Regions from separate parts of the Macaca mulatta genome. Here region 2 is linked to region 1. A link is a contact called in public Hi-C data. All regions are on one chromosome and are shown on one strand. The core of a region is the stretch at or near the end of the contact, and the rest is flanking DNA. Distances in the headings are between cores, read along the strand shown.

Region 1 (4,845 bases), core at 2,258-4,757:
GGAGATCGAGACCATCCTGGCTAACACGGTGAAACCCCGTCTCTACTAAAATACAAAAAAAAATTAGCCGGGCGAGGTGGCGGGCGCCTGTAGTCCCAGCTACACAGGAGGCTGAGGCAGGAGAATGGCGTGAACCCGGGAGGCGGGGCTTGCAGTGAGCTGAGATCCGGCCATTGCACTCCAGCCTGGGCAACAGAGCTAGACTCCGTCTCAAAAAAAAAAAAAAAAATTATTATCAATGATCAATTATTATTCCACTCTGTATGTCCATGTGTACCCACTGTTTACCTCCCAAGCAGCTCAAAATCAAACTGCTCCCATCCCCTAACTCCCAAGGGCAATAAATGAATTCACCTTATGGGGGCAGGGGGAAGCAGGTAAAGAGGTATGTGCCTGTAGTCCCAGCTACTCAGGAGGCTAAGGCAGGACTGCTTGAACTCAGGAGTTCAAGTCCAGCCTAGGTAACATAGTGAGATCACATCTCTCTTTTTTTTTTTTTGGACGGAGTCTTACTCTGTCGCCCAGGTTGGAGTGCAGTGGCACTATCTCGGCTCACTGCAACCTCCGCCTCCTGGGTTCAAGCGATTCTCCTGTCTCAGCCTCCCGAGTAGCTGGGACTACAGGTGTGTGCCACCAGGCCCACCTAATTTTTCGTATTTTTAGTAGAGACGGGGTTTCCATGTTGGCCAGGTTGGTCTCAAACTCCTGACCTCAAGTGATCCACCCACCTCAGGTTCCCAAAGTGCTGGGATTACAAGCATGAGCAACAGCACCCTGCCCATGTCTCTTTTAAGAGAAAAAGAAAAAAAAAGGCTGGGTGTGGTGGCCTCCCAGCACTTTGGGAGGCCAAGGCCCAACAGTAGATTGCTTGTGCCTGCTTGATCACAGGAGTCTGAGACCAGCCTGGGCAACATGGCAAAACCATGTCTCTACAAAAAATACCAAAACAATGTATCCAGGTGTGCCTGTAGTCCCAGCTACTCAGAAGGCTGAGGTGGGAGGATCACTTGAACCAGGGAGGTCGAGGCTACAGTGAGCTGAGATCGTGACACTGCACTACAGCCTGGATGACAGAGACCCTATCTTAAAAAAAAAAAAAAAAAAAAAAAGGAAAAATCAGAGCCAGCAAGTGTGCTGGTTCCATCATATGTGTCCTCATGCTCCCTGCACCTCAGCCCTAGGACGACTAGGGGATGAAGTATGCCAAGTCATCACAGCTTCTGAATGCTGGTAAGTCTAGCAAGAAAGACCACTGATTTCTATCTCTGATTTTTGGAAATAAAAATATAAAAACACACATACATACGAACAGACAAGGAGATAAGAACACCTACAACCTCCCATCAAGCTTGGCTATTTTACCTACTCCTGCTGATTTCCTAAGACACCTCAAGAGCCAGGTCCCATTACTCTGTACTTACCCACAAGGAATGGAAAGGCAGGGTTTTTTTGTTTTTGTTTTTTGAGACGGAGTTTCACTCTTGTCACCTAGGCTGGAGTGCAGTGGTGCGATCTCGGCTCACTGCCACCTCCACCTCCCGGGTTCAAGCGATTCTCCTGCCTCAGCCTCCTGAGTAGCTGGGATTACAGGTGCCCACCAGCACACCCAGCTAATTTTTTGTATTTTTAGTAGAGATGGGGTTTCGCCATATTGGGCAGGCTGGTCTCGAACTCCTGACCTCCGGTGATCCGCCTCGGCCTCCCAAAATGCTGGGATTACAGGTGTGAGCTACCACACCCGGCCTGAAAGACAGGTTTTAAACAAATGAGCATCAAGAAGACAAAGACTCAGACACTGACATTTACTCAGCTGTTCACTAGTTTCACCTGTCAATTCCAAAATAAGAAAGTCTTTCTAATACAGATTTCATAGTATGCTCAATGACAACACAACACAGAAACACAAGTTGCTGAAACCAAGACTCTCATGACTCAAAATGTGTTTATTTTACTAAAAACAGTGATCTGAGCAACCAGAGAATATAAAGAAGTTCCAATTACGTGAAGTTTCCACCTTCGAAAATCAAGACTACACCATTCAACTAATCAGTAGTCTTTGAGCTAAAAACATCTCACCAAAATCAATGGAAAGACTGCGAAAGATCTCCAGTAAGAAAGGACCAGGAAAGCAATGTCCACATCAGAAAAGGAATGGTTAACCTGAGTCAGACTGTAGTCAAGAAGCTTAAATGATTCCAGCCAACAACATAGAATCCCACAAAGAAACCATACACTTCCTATAACCAATGTTCCCCAACCCCAGAACAGTTTCCCAAGGTCTTCTATATAGCAAGAGTTCCTCCTGTCTGGTTTGAGTTCTTTCTACTCCAACAGATGATTCTGTTCTTCGTTCACTGAACAACTTAAGAGCTGTTCAACCCCCCAGGTTCCAAAACCTCTCGCAGCTGGGGATCCTTTTAAAGATGCACATCGCTCAGAAGCCCATGGGGAAGAGAGGCATTCAGAGCATCAGGGAAAATGGAAAGCAACATTTTGCTTAACACGAGAAACCGCCCCTTATTCATCTTTCTCCCACATCACCTAACTAGGGAATGCTTAATGTGACTTGAAGGAAATGAAGACAGCGACCTAAAAGCACACAGATGCAGACTTCCAGGAAGAGGTTTTCCCATCTTGCTGGACCCTGTAGTGTCGGTATTTGGGGGTCCCTCTAATGTCACATTTCTGCTGAGCCTGCAGACATACTCGGAACCCATCACCTTCGGGCTCCCAAACTCAGGCTCCGCACAGCCCGCGAGGGAAACGGTCATGGGCACGCACCAACACGTTTCCATCTTTGCATGTTTATCTACGTCGACTGGGAATTCAAGCAAGGGTGGCCCTCGTGGACAACCTACGAGCCTTAGGGACACAAAAGGCTTCCTGTGCAAATTGCATGGAATCTCCTGACAGGATTTCGCGCTAATGATCATTCATAGGTGGGTTCTGGGGCTGGGCCCCACGGAACTCGTCTTGGTTGTGTCTTGGACTTCTCACTGCCCCCCAAGGGAGCCTACTACTGTGGTTTTATGGTCTGAGGAACAGTTAGGCCTCGAAGGCCTGGCCTAGGGAGAGTGCACTCTGCATCCCGAGCTCCCGCCTTCCCCACTCAGCGGCCGGGACCGAGTTTCCCGCCCCACAGCCCGACCAGAGGTTGGTGGCAGTTGGAGGCAGTTGGGACCGGCCCCAGCAGGTTGGAACCGGTCTGGGCCGGGCCGGAGGAGGAAGGGGGGGAGGAAGAGGCCGCCTCGCGCTCTCCCTGCGCGCGTGACTCACGCTGGCCGCTGACGTCAGGCGTGCGCGCGCGGCGGGGGGGGGCTCTACGTACGTGTAGTGCTGCGGTTTCTCGGGCTGTGCCTGCAGCACCTGAGCGGTAGCGGCCGGGGGCGCCGAGGAAGCTGCGGAGCCGCCGGGCCCGGGGCCCTTCGACATGGTCTTGTCTTCCTGCCTCTTCGCCGCTCCCCTTTTATTATTCAGTCTGCGCGGTCCGCGCCGAGGACCCAGTACGCCTGCGCCGCGCCACGAGAACGTGAAGACCCCCCACACGGCAGCATGGGTTGCTGGGAGTTGTGGTTCTATGTCCGACTGGAATTTTACCGTCGGCAGAGGGTTGCTGGCAAAGCGCGGGACCACAATACCCAGGGATCCGTGCTGCTAGTGTCCCGGATGCTGAGGGCCTGCGACGGCTTCTGGGAATTGCAGTCCGGTCGCGTTTATCCTTCTTACCAGCGCGTTTTCAGTTTCAAAGGGAAGCCTCTCCATGAAACTGGAGCGCCTGGAGGAGAAGGGGGCCCAGAGCTAGGGAGGCCCTAGCGACTTCTGCGAAAGAGTTCCAAGTATAGTTTCACTGCCAACGGTGTCATAACTACTTTGCCTTTATACTTAGTACATCTTGGGTCGGTTCTAATGCCAGCTCAGAGCAGTGCCTCCAAGCAGGGCTTAAGAATCTGTATTGTCGGTTCTTAGTTCTGGGCCCTGTGCTGCAGGCACCTGCAATCCGACAGCAACCCCTTCATCCTTGCGGCGGGTCTAACCTGAGAGGGATTGAGAAAGCTTTGCTAAGGAGGAGAGTTCCCGCGCCTTTGCCGAGGCGCTTCATTTACCTTTACCGGCCTCGACACCTGGAACTCCACGACTTGTGTGCCTTCTCAGCCTGACACCTGGCCTGACCAACTTGCTTCCAGTACATTAAGGGCCAAGGACGAATTTAATCTCCGCCTAGAATAGTCTCTGAGGTACATTGACAAATTGCAGGCAACTTGTCAGTGTTGAGAAGCATCATAGTGTCCAGAGGAAAGGCCTGGGTTTGAGTAGGGCGTGCCCGTATTTATCCACTCTAGTTTTCTTCTCTGGACGTCAGCCTTTTTACTTGGGACATTATCTTTCCCATCTCTGCTTCCCACCAGTCAAGCAAAGTTCTTTTACTTTGTAAAATAAGCCAGATGCCCCAGACCTAGGCATTTTTTTCTGTGAGTTTTAGAATGTTCTCATAGATATTTTAACAGTTATCATTTAACTTTTGTTTTTCATATTGAATCTATTTTAAATCCACTGGTTTTGATTTATATTTTCTTAGATGGGATTACATTAGCAAATGATTATCTCATTAAAGAAACACATTCCAAATAACCTTAGGGGTGAGGGGTGGTGGGGCTAATGGAAAATCGTTAACGTTTGAGTGACACATATTTTATTTAGCTCCAAGTTCCCTCACATCAGAAGCCACATTACAGAGTTGAGAAACTGGTATTTCCTAAATAGGCTAAATCGTTTAGCCACTAGGGGCGTTTGAAAATGAAAAATTACAAAAGGACAAATACAAGTTGTAGTATATTGCTTTAATCC
Region 2 (4,824 bases), core at 939-3,438, 120 kb before region 1:
GTGCCGCTGGGATGACTCCGTCACCCACATCTTCCACCAGCTTCTGGGTAAGGGCCATGGGGCTGGGGCACTGGGTGGGCCTGAGCTCCCAGGCCTCGCCTGCCCTGCCAGGGAGAAGCTCTGTTAGGGGAAGGCTGCGGCAGGCTCCTGGTGGGCAGGCCTCAGCCTGAGGGGGCGCAGGCCACAGGAGACCACCCCTGTGCCCCTCGCTCTTCTTGCAGACATGCGGGAGCCGGTGTTTGAGTTCGTACGGCCGCCCCCTTACCACCCCAAGCAGAAGCAGTTCCCCCACCGGCAGCCCCTGCGCTACCTGGACCGGTACAGGGACAGTCATGAGCCCACCTATGGCATCTACTAAGGAGCCAGAGTGTGCCCACTTCAGAGCATGGGATTGATCGGCAGCAGGAGTAAAGACACAGCTCCAGAGGCCCACGCTGTGGGGTCTGGGCCCTGCCTCAGGCAGCCCCTCTGTGGCCCCCTCCCATCAGGCCCAGGGTTTGGAGTGAAAGGGACTCTCAGGTGATGGGGTGGGGGATGTGAATAAAGATGATTTCTTGCCAGGCTTGGTGGCTCATGCCTGTAATCCCAACACTGGGAGGCTGAGGAGGGAGGATCGCTTGAGCCCAGGAGTTCAAGACCAGCCTGGGCAACATAATGAAACCCTGCCTCTATTAAAAAAAAAAAAAAAAAAAGATGATTTCTGCCATAGCTGGCCTGGTTCGGTGTTCCAGGGCCAGAGGACCCCGATGGAGCTGTACTCATGGGTGGGAAAGGGGCTGCCTCCCACCCCACCAGGTGCACCCTGACCTCCATCTTCTGAGGGTGTCGGGGACCCTGGGATCCGAAGCAAAAGCAGGCAGTGGGCCAAAAACAGGTGTGGCCCCGGGAAGGGAGACGGACATCCCAATCCAGCAGGTGCCTGAAACCCAGCTCCCCGAAAAAGTGGAGCAGAGCAGCTGGGCTCAGGAGGGAGCATTTATTGAGCACTGGCTTTGTGCCCCAGGGGGTCCCACCGGGCCCCTGGAGAGAGAGTGCCTGCCCCAGCACTGACCCTCTGCACAGACTCCCGCCCCCACCCCATGCTTGGGAGGAGAAGCCACATTAGGTAGGTAACAGCGTGACTCAAGAGACCTGCTCAGGGTCAGAAAGCCCATGGAGCCTGCGGCTGGACGGTTAGGTGTTTTGTTTCTCCCTTACCAAAAGCAGAAGTCTGGCTAACTAGTAGGTGGAGGGTAGATCCGTGCACTTTTTCCAGAAACTTCGCCGGTGGCCGCACACAGGACGCAGTGCTTGCTGCAGCAGTGAGAGCTCGTGCCGCCGCAACATCAGCCGAGCTTGGTTAGATAGAAAGGCCTTGCTCTCCTGGGGTTCCCCCTGGCCTGATACACACTGCCAGGGAGGTGGGCGCTAGGCCCCAGACCCGCCTTGCCTGCTCAGCTGCAGGGGAAATGCTGGAGTGCCTCTAAATACTGAGGCTGCAGATCAGCTCGGACCCCAGGCAAGAAACTCCCCAGCAGAGGGCAGCAGGGAGAGGGGATGCTGATTGCAGCTGAAAGCTGGTTTGTGTACTCATTCAAGGGCCATTTGAAAAATACCAGTTAACTGGTCCCTGTCTGTTGGTGACCAGACATTTCCATCTCGCTGTTTACTTTAAAATAACCAAAATTACGTGTAGCCCAGAGAAGGAAGACACCCCAGTCTGGCAAGTGCCCGAAACCCAGCTCCAGGAAAAAGTGCAGCAGTGCTCGGGTCTGCAGGGAGCCCGCCAGCCCACGTGCACTGACTTTCGTTTCGTCGCCGAGCCCCGGGGGATTGCGCGGGTGGTCTATGCCCTTAGGCCATTGACAGATGAGTCCAGAAGAGGTTCCGCGCGACCCGTGGTCAGAAGCCCGGAGGCGGGGCGGGATTTTCGAGCCTCTGGTCTCCAGGACCTGGGCTGAAGGCCCACGGGGGTGGGATGGACCCGCCAGGCTGGGACCCGAGAGAGCCGAACCCAGCTCTCAGCCGGGGTGGCGCGGTGCCTAGAGGGAGGGAGGGGCGCAATGCCGGAACGCGGAGCCTTCGAACGGCCCAGGCCGAGGCGGGCAGGGGTGGCCTAGGCCCCTGCGGAGGTCGCTGGTCGAAGGTGTCGGAGAAGGGCCCGGCTTCCGGGGCGGGGACCTGGCCTCGCCCCGCCCCGCGTTAGCCACGCCCGGGCGCCCTCAGTACGCGAGGCCGGCTGTCCCTTTGAGAATTCCGGGGCCCGCCTGGCTCCCACCGCCAGCGGGCCATGGCCGTGCAGCTACTGGAGGAGAAGCTGACCTGCGCCATCTGCCTGGGACTCTACCAGGACCCAGTGACGCTGCCCTGCGGCCACAACTTCTGCGGAGCCTGCATCCGGGACTGGTGGGATCGCTGCGGGAAGGCGTGCCCCGAGTGCCGGGAGCCCTTCCCCGACGGCGCCGAGCTGCGCCGCAACGTAGCCCTCAGTGGCGTGCTGGAGGTGGTGCACGCCGGGCCCGCCCGGGACCCCGGCCCCGACCCCGGCCCCGGCCCTGCCGCGCGCTGCCCCCGCCATGGGCGGCCAATGGAGCTCTTCTGCCGTACCGAGGGCCGCTGCGTATGTAGCGTGTGCACCGTGCACGAATGTCGCCTCCACGAGCGGGCGCTGCTGGACGCCGAGCGCCTCAAGCGCCAGGTGACGCGTCCGCCGGGAACAGGAGGGGGCCGGACCCGCCGCGGCCTGGCCACCGCAGGATGACTCCTGCGGGCCGCGCCCTGCTCTCTCCGAGCACCCGGTGGGGGAGGGGAGCCTCAACTGGAGGGGCTTCGCCCAACCTGGGAGTTGATTATAAAAATCGCGGGTCTGCCAGGCGCGGTGGCTCACGCCTGTAATCCCCGCAGTTTGGGAGCCGAGGCGGGTGGATCACGAGGTCAGGAGATCGAGACCATCCTGGCTAACACGGTGAAACCCCGTCTCTACTAAAAATACAAAAAATTAGCCGGGCGTGGTGGCGGGCGCCTGTAGTCCCAGCTACTCGGGAGGCTGAGGCAGGAGAATGGCGTGAACCCGGGAGGCGGAGCTTGCAGTGAGCCGAGATCCGGCCACTGCACTCCAGTCTGGGCTACAGAGCCAGACTCCATCTCAAAATGAAAAAAAAATATCTCGCATCTGTGCATCGGACTGGGATGTGCAGCCCGGCCAGTGCCGCAGGGTGGGTCTCAGGAGCTGCTGGATGCCTTCCGGATGAAAAAAGCCTGGGCATGAGGCAGCAGCTCCCTGCTCCGTGCCCAGGCGCTAGAGAACAGTCGTGTGTCTGCTTTAATTCGCTGTGCGGGGTGGGGGTGGAGGGGTGAGGGGGGTATGGGGGCTGTTGGTAAATGGATAGACGAGCTCCCTGCCCTTAAGAGACTTAGAATCCACTTAAGAAGTCAGTGTTCCAGTAAGGCCTGAATGTATTCTTGCAAAATGCAGTGAGGAAAGTACATAGCATGTGATAGAGGTGTCGGGGTGACCCTGCTAAACAGGCCAGGAGGAGGAAGGGGAGGCCGCCTTCAGGCTGGCATGTGAGGGCTGAGGAAGCACCAGCCGGGAGGAGAAAGACCTGGGGAAGTGCATTCTAGGCAGAGGAATCAGCCTGCTTCCCTCTCTGGGATGGGAAAGAACTGGGCACGCGGGGTGGCTAGTGGCAGATTTGTGCCACTGAGATCTGTAGGCCAGGCCCCGGGGTCAGCAGGCGCCAGATCGGGCAGGGTCCTGGGGGAGCCTGTCTCTTACTCTAGTGTCATGGGAGCCATTGTAGGCTTGGAAGCAGGGTGGCACATGATCAGATTTGGGCTTCGTGGAGACTGATCACCTGGCTGGGGGCTGAAGGGGGCAGGACGCAAGACCTGAATAGGGTAGGAGCCCAAGGCAGGAGTGCAGGGAGGCAAGGAACCATTTGGAGGGCAGGGAAAGGAGACCAGGATGGAGGAGATGAGAAACGCTGAGGGGGAGCAGTGCCTTGTGGAGGCGAAAGCAGGCCAGAGGGGACATGGGGGACAGCAGAGAGGGCAGCAAGGGAGACACCTGGGTATTCTGTCTTGAGCACGCAGGTGGCTGGGGTCTGTGTGCTGAGAGACATAGGTGGAGGGCAGAGTTTGGCCTTGGACGTATAGAGGTGACAGTCGCCAGTGGGACAAACCAGGGGACGGGTCTGTGGCACCTGGGACCCCGGCCCTGCTGCGCGCTGCCCCCGCCACAGGCAGCCGCTGGAGCTCTTCTGCCGGACCGAGAGCTGCTGCGTGTGCAGCGTGTGCACCATGCGCGAGTGTCGCCTCCACAAGCAGGCGCTGCCGCCGGGAGTGGGAGGGGGCCAGACCCACCGCAGCCTGGCCACCACCGGGCGCGGTGGCTCACACCTGTGATCCCAGCACTTTGGGAGCCGAGGCGGGCGGATCACGAGATCAGGAGATTGAGACCATCCTGGCTAACACAGTGAAACCCCGTCTCTACTAAAAATACAAAAAATTAGCTGGGCCTGGTGGCGGGCGCCTGTAGTCCCAGCTACTGGGGTGGGAGGCGGAGCTTGCAGTGAGCTCCAAAGCTCAGGAGTGGAGAGCTGGGAGTCATTAGTGCTAGGAGGGAGAGAGGGTTCCAAGCTGGAGCTCCCAGGAAGATGGGGAAGGTTGGGGGAGCGGCAGCCCTGTGTGGCACCTGGAGAGGGGTGCCAGGAAGAGAACAGGCAGGGTGCCCATGCCAATCGGAGGCTCAGTACGAGGACAGAAATGACCTTCAGCACGGCCCTTGACAAAACCCATTTCAGCAGTGAAGACAGGACGTGGAATCATCTGGGGACAGAGGAG

The links. A called contact is a pair of places that touch in the nucleus more often than the background predicts.
Region 2: a Hi-C map of liver shows a contact between it and region 1, with 2.8 times the contacts expected there. The contact joins the promoter of TRIM65 here to the promoter of UNK in region 1. A contact is called at or near these places in 2 of 14 Hi-C or Micro-C datasets (cortical neurons and liver).

The regions. Positions count from the first base shown.
Region 1 is chr16:85,489,826-85,494,670 of T2T-MMU8v2.0, reverse strand. UNK (unk zinc finger) reads right to left here and starts at 3,507. Exons shown (of 16, transcript XM_077972814.1): 1 at 3,329-3,507. The coding sequence starts at 3,432. It overlaps LOC144335963 (a long non-coding RNA gene), which reads left to right. Exons shown (of 2, transcript XR_013407288.1): 1 at 1-623; 2 at 1,002-1,114.
Region 2 is chr16:85,603,765-85,608,588 of T2T-MMU8v2.0, reverse strand. TRIM65 (tripartite motif containing 65) reads left to right here and starts at 2,188. Exons shown (of 5, transcript XM_028836810.2): 1 at 2,188-2,677. The coding sequence starts at 2,270. It overlaps LOC114673191 (a long non-coding RNA gene), which reads right to left and starts at 2,154. Exons shown (of 2, transcript XR_003723883.2): 1 at 1,198-2,154. MRPL38 (mitochondrial ribosomal protein L38) reads left to right here. Exons shown (of 9, transcript XM_077972931.1): 8 at 1-47; 9 at 222-563. The coding sequence ends at 358.